Regions from separate parts of the Nothobranchius furzeri genome. Here region 2 is linked to region 1. The links are chromatin contacts, called in public Micro-C maps. All regions are on one chromosome and are shown on one strand. The core of a region is the stretch at or near the end of the contact, and the rest is flanking DNA. Distances in the headings are between cores, read along the strand shown.

What was found. Hi-C and Micro-C count contacts between places; a contact is called where the count stands out from the background.
Region 2: a Micro-C map of tail fin shows a contact between it and region 1, with 5 times the contacts expected there. The contact joins the promoter of igf1ra here to the enhancer-like site in region 1. A contact is called at or near these places in 2 of 2 Hi-C or Micro-C datasets (skeletal muscle and tail fin).

The regions. Positions count from the first base shown.
Region 1 is chr4:70,244,197-70,247,296 of NfurGRZ-RIMD1, forward strand. igf1ra (insulin-like growth factor 1a receptor) reads right to left here. Exons shown (of 21, transcript NM_001323792.1): 21 at 1-64. Among protein-coding and RNA genes, the nearest start is that of pgpep1l, 36 kb to the left of the region's middle. Within about 2 kb of position 1,440, at least 1 of the 3 cell types and tissues checked has an H3K27ac peak or open chromatin away from gene starts, as enhancers often do. A contact at or near this core is called in tail fin, where this site is marked.
Region 2 is chr4:70,333,405-70,336,504 of NfurGRZ-RIMD1, forward strand. igf1ra (insulin-like growth factor 1a receptor) reads right to left here and starts at 1,594. Exons shown (of 21, transcript NM_001323792.1): 1 at 1,431-1,594. The coding sequence starts at 1,536. LOC107388827 (high-affinity choline transporter 1) reads right to left here. Exons shown (of 9, transcript XM_054733107.2): 9 at 2,974-3,100.

The sequences.
Region 1 (3,100 bases), core at 190-2,689:
GATCTCCAGGAAGGTTGGACGCATCTTAGGGTTGTACTGCCAGCACATCCTCATTAGCTCAAACCTGGAAGCAACGCATAAAGTGTAAACCTAAAAGTAACTTATCACATGTGTAATTAGAGAACACTGGAACACTCAAAGCATTATATTAGATTAAAATTCTAATTTTCTCCACTCTTTCTTGACATAATCATCCTGCAGAGAGGTTAATCCATCACATCCATGATAAGCAAGAGGAGCATTTCCTGTTTTTACCAGCAGGTGGCAGAAGAAGCTGCAGTTCGTGTTGGTTTTTGTACCTGTTGACACCGAAACATAGTTTTCTTTTGCATATGGGTCTTAAAAACAGTCTAAAGAGATTTTAAAAATGTAAAAAATTACATTTCAATTTGTTTTCCTGTTTTAATTTTCAACAATTGTCTAAAATATCCTCATCGCTTGTTTAACTCACATTTTTTATATATTTGCAGTTGTCTCCAGCAGGTATGAAGGCAAGTAACTTGTTCTCTGGGGGAAAAAAAGCTCTGGTGCGCTTGTTTTAGGGCGGGCCATTTAGGTTATGGAGTCACATTTCATGATATTTTGACATCTCCCCTCTGATTAGATAAAAGCAAAGCGACTCTACTGTTAGGCTCTACCTGCCGAGATGTTCTCTGATGTTTCCTGAGTGCTAAACCAACAACAGCCTTCCCCGTCGCGAGTCAAGATGGGTGAGTCCACGAGTGACCGTGTGATGTAGATCTGTCAGGATTTTCAAATCCTAGAGTCTTACCATTTATTTTCTATCAGAAGCTAATGCAGGAGATAGGTGTAGGAGACTGTTTTCATGTTCAGCCTGCATAAAAAAACCGAGTGACTGATTATAATCAGAAACAAACAAAAAGTTTTGCCAATGAAGTTGACCTTTATTATTTGAGTGCAATTCATAATTTCTGTTTTTTGTTCTGATGTGAAGTTAAATCCAGTAACAATTTGACAAAAAATAAAAAAATAAAAAACAAAGACAATAATGATTTTGGGATGTTGTTAATTTAGACTTTGATGGCATCTGATCTGATCAGTTGATGTGGAATTCTGATGGTTTTGTACCCCGTTGCGATACAAACGGTTAGATCAGTACCACAGCGTGTACTCAGCAGAGCAGTAAATCACACTCAGGTTACTGTGCCAGGCCAGCAGCCGAGCTTTGGGAATGTCAAAACAACGCCATAAAAAGGGAGAATTATTACATTTTTCTGTGGTACGGCGCCACATCCCGCAACTTCAATTATACACAAACAAGCTAAGAATACTCTCTAAGGCTCGCTGACATAAACACCTCGGCTAGCTCGCTGGGTTACAGCTTTCCCCTCCGTCTGGTTTTTTGCCCCCACCCTCTCTCACCTCTCTCCTCCCTGCTTTCTCCTTCCTACCCTGAAACACTTCTGCAGCTAGATGCCAGTTTTCTCCACTCTGAGGAATTCAGTGTAGAACTTGCGTAATCACGGGCCTTGCTACAGAATATAATGTAGTACAGAGATTTTTTTGTTTTCTTTTGTTTTTGCCACTTCAGAGTTGGAGGAAGTGTCTCAGAGTTGACTTACATTTGTTGAGCTGTGCTGACACACCACAGTAACCTGTTGATGAAGATTTAGCAAACAAGGCAGGAAATCCAGATTTATGTCATGAAACACGTGGCTATTAATTTAAATCACTTCTTTTTTTTTTTTGGTAAAAATCATATTTGCCTTCTTATCTTATAAATAGCCTTTTTAAATAACTCAGTTTGCAGCTAAAATAGTTTTTAGTGCATGAAGCCACATCCAAATCCAATTTCTGTTGTCTGAAACCAGCTCCCATTGCTTAAATATCAGTGGTTCATTCATGCAAATGTTATTTTTTAAAGCTGCACACCACAGTTGGTTATTTAGGTTATTTAGGAAGAAATAAAGAAAATGTTGTCATAAACGTTATAAAAATATCAGAAAACTAAGAAATTTCTCTAAAAGAATCAGAAAAGTAGATAATTAAAAATGTGCATCTAGTCCACATTTACTTAACAGAGAACAACATGTACATTTTAGTTTATATGATATAAAAAGGCTGATTCTTATACTGTCGTTTTTATTATTGTTTTAGTGGAATTTATTACAATAAACTCCGTCGCTACGGATCGACTGAGCCGATACTTCGTCCAGTTTCTGTTTATTTCTCCTGTTTATCTCTTCGTTTAGCTGTTTATTTATTGATTTATTTTTGCTGGTTTTAAATTTCAGCTGCGACTCAAAAACGCAGCGCCGGTGGTGCAGATTTAAAACTTTAACGGGTGAGATGGTAAGCGTTTCGAGCAAATGTGTGGTGACGTTGTGTTAAAACATGAGCTATAGGCTGCGGTGCCAAATGTTTCACAGAAGAAAGAGGCTGCAAATATTTGATAAAATTAGAAACAGACTCGAGTTCAGGCCAAGTGTGAGTGCAGAGCCGTCTCTGAATATCGATGCTGTAACGTTTAATGAATTTAACTGGTTCTATCCATCTTAACACAAGCAAGTATGTCCAGATCTGCAAACTAGAAAAACCTAACCAGTGACTCACATCCACGTGAGATGGAGAGTACGAGGAGGAGATGTGCTATCTAACCCTCATTGACTTTGTGTTTCCCACAGTTTGTCCGTTTTTAAGTGTCTGGCTTTAATACTCTAAAAAAGGCAGTTTTCTGTGAATCTCCACAGGCGACCATCACTGGCACAGCCGCTCAAATGGCTAAGCCCCCGCGCCTCCACCACCTCTGTAACACAATCCACACACTCCTGTAATCAGGACAAAACTGTCAGGCTGCCATAGAAACCCGAGGTTTGTGTCTGCACAACAATCGGCCCTATTTTTCGTTCTCCTCGCGCTCCGTCTAAGGTGAGGTCAGCCATGTAGAGTGGGAGGGGGGACTGCAGGATGCCTTTATATTGAGGTCAGAGAAGGAGAGAATATATATATACATACAGCTTTTCAGAAGAAGGATGTTTTACAACAATCAGAGGTGTTTCAGTAAGGAAATGAGGGGCATTTTCACACACGGGTTAGGATGTTGCCTCTATTGGCCAACACTGATGAGTGAGGAGGCCGT
Region 2 (3,100 bases), core at 344-2,843, 89 kb after region 1:
CCCCAAATAGAGCTCTCACAGATTTGTGATTTTCCACTAAGTGATGACAGAAACTGGAAACTCTGAACCTCTGCAGCCCATTAAAGTAAACATCATCTCCTAGGGGCAAAGCAGATCCTGATACTTTCCACAGTTTTTATCACTGAATTCTTTGTTGGTGAAGGCCCTGTGTGTTATCCAGTGCCGATCTGCATCAATTCAGTCCTCTGCGTGTTCAGTAGTCTTTGACTGATCTCAGAAGGGTTTAAATAACACATCTGAGGTCAGATCGCTGGTCAGCAGGAATAAGTAAATATTTCCATCTATTTGAATGCTAATAAGGGTCAGTCTGCATGCCTTCTTCCCATGCCTGAGTGGAAAAAAGTATCAGGAAAACACAAGAATGCAAACTATTCAATTCAGTAAAACTGAAAACTACATTAATTTTGAGATTTTTTATTGTGTCCCCAAACAGTTCAGGTGCTCCTTCCATTCAATGTGTCAATTATTAAGTTTTCACAGGAAGTCTGATTAATCTTCAACCATGAGGATAAACTGATGTTAATCACTGAACAGAAAGGAGCTGCTGTTATTGACTCGAACAGCTGACAGAACAACAGTTAACAAAAACGTACCTGTGCATTTAAATGAATTAAAATAAACTAAATTCACAAAATGGGTAAAACGTATATTTGCAGTTTACAGCCCTACAGGATAATACACGTTCAGTACTGTGTCATACAAAAGTTAAAGACTATATTTTTGTACCTGTCATTTTAAAATCACAGATGTGATAAAAACTCCGGAATTTGTATAATAAACTGATAGAAATGATAGATTTAACACGTTTTATGTGATATTTGTGATTATTTTAAATCTCTGCTCGTTTCTGATCCACTGTGTGTGAGTTTAATGTGTTAAAAAGAGCAGAGGATTGTCTGAATTTGGCTGTTCATGCGCAGCGAGGCCACACTACAAAATGCAAAATGGCCACATGGTCGTAGTAACCTTCAGCTCCGCTCTCTGGATTCATCCTCTGCCTCATGGCGACTTTAAAATAAATAAATGGGAGAGCTACGATTTAAAAGATCCTCCTGTGTGCTGGGATAAAAAGGGGTTTATCTGCTAAATAACATGTGGACGATTTAGTGGCTTTTGTCCATTTTAACGCACCACATGGTCCTCTTTGAATATAAAATGACTTAATAAAAAGTCTATTTTTAATTTTGTTTGATCATCAGATTCAAAACTAATCCCTAATGTTGAATACTATTATTAATTATTTGACATACAACCTTTTAACTGGTTTGTTTTTCTCCACCAGCCGGGAGGAGGATTCTGAAGAGGTTAAACCAGGTAACCAAACGCGCGCCCCCTTCTTCTGTTTTCCAGGCCTCATTCTGATAAAGCAATAAATTCTGGCATTAAAACAAAACATAATGAATACTTACTCTCTCCATATATGGAGCTTATGTGGATAGTGGAGATAGACAGCAGCAAACCCCAAAACAAGGTCAGGCTACCCATGGATGGTCCTGATCTCTCGTTCCAGATCATTATTTTCCTCTCAAAAAAGAAAATAAAAAGAAAAATGTGGGTATCAAACGAAAACTAAAGAAAAATGTTGTACACATCCACTTCTGTAAAAAGAAGGAACATGATAAATGCATGTAGCCTAAAAAAGGGAGGGGGTTCTCTTTGGCAGTCTGTGTATCGCGTTAAAATATAAATAAATGCGCACAAGTGATAAAAAATGGGAGTTTTCTTTAATTACTTAAAATGTCTGCTATTTTTGCCAATCACTGTGCACTTTGGCTGGTGTGGCACGCAGGCCAGTGTTTCTCCTGGATAAATGATGGTAATCCCCATCTTCATTCTCCATCTCCTGAAAACAGCAGTGCGCGTCCAGGGCAGGCGGTAACGGTACAAATATGTTGCCTGGATGCTTTTATCAGCTGCCTTTAGAAGAATTAAAGCCACAGCCTTTCACAGGAGTCCCCCTGTGAGAATGGATGGGGATGATGGGGATGATGAGGAGGAGGAGGAGGGGGGCAAAAAAACACGTCCAGATCCACAGGGGTGGTGGCTGGGTGGCTGGGAAATGAATGAAAAACCTTCCTTTTTGTCCTTCTTTGTGCCACTAGGCTAAAACGGGGTTTAGGGGTGTAAGGAAGCCGTGTTGTAGTTGTTTTAAACCAATTTCTCAGCTCCTCCGCTCGGACGTATCCCTGCCGGATTTGCAGCTGAAAGAAAATACCAGACTTGTGCCACGCAGGAGAATGGGTCTCCAGCTAGACGACCTCGGCTGGGGTGGGAGGGAGAAGTGTGTCCACGCAGTTGCCCTTAAGAGTGTTTCTTGTCTTTCTTCGCTTTTATCCCCACGTAAACGAGAAAATAAAAGAAAGATGAAGTACAATCTTGTATAAATCCAGAGGATGAAATCACGCGGCTCGCCCTCGGTAAACGCAGGCTGCGGGTCTCTCTCGCTCTCTCTCTCTCTCCTCTAAACAAGAGTCAGCGTCTCACACAAAAACACATAGCTCCACGGATAAGGTGGCCGCGAGCAGCACGGAAAAACCGGACTGGATTTACGCACGGTGGAGGAACACGGCATCCCGGAGCGCTCAAATCCCGGGAGCACCGACGATCTGCAGGGGCGTTAATGGCTGATAAAACACCGGGGGCCAAGCCCAACTTAAGGGCAAATTTATCGATTTCAAATTAATTCATTGCTGAAATTGATTTCATTGATTTTGATCAGTTGTATTAGTATATAGAAATGAAATAAATATTAAAAACATATCCTTAAAGGTATGGTGGGTAATTATTCTTAATTTCAGGAAAGAACCACCCATGTTTTGAAAATAATGCACTTGAGAGAGAACACCCAATTATCCTCGAGCAACCTCTGTTTACAAGTAGCTTCCAGCCTGGCAGCTAACTTCTTCTAGCAGTAATCTGAAATGAATTTCTCCAAATAGAATGCCAAACTTTAGCTTACCTGTTGAGCAGATAAATGGCGAGAGAGGCGTGTGTGGGAAGGCCAACATTCCCTTTACGCATGAGCAGGAAGTGAAAACTATCCAGCAACAAGCACGTACAACGATGGACTTGTGTGAAG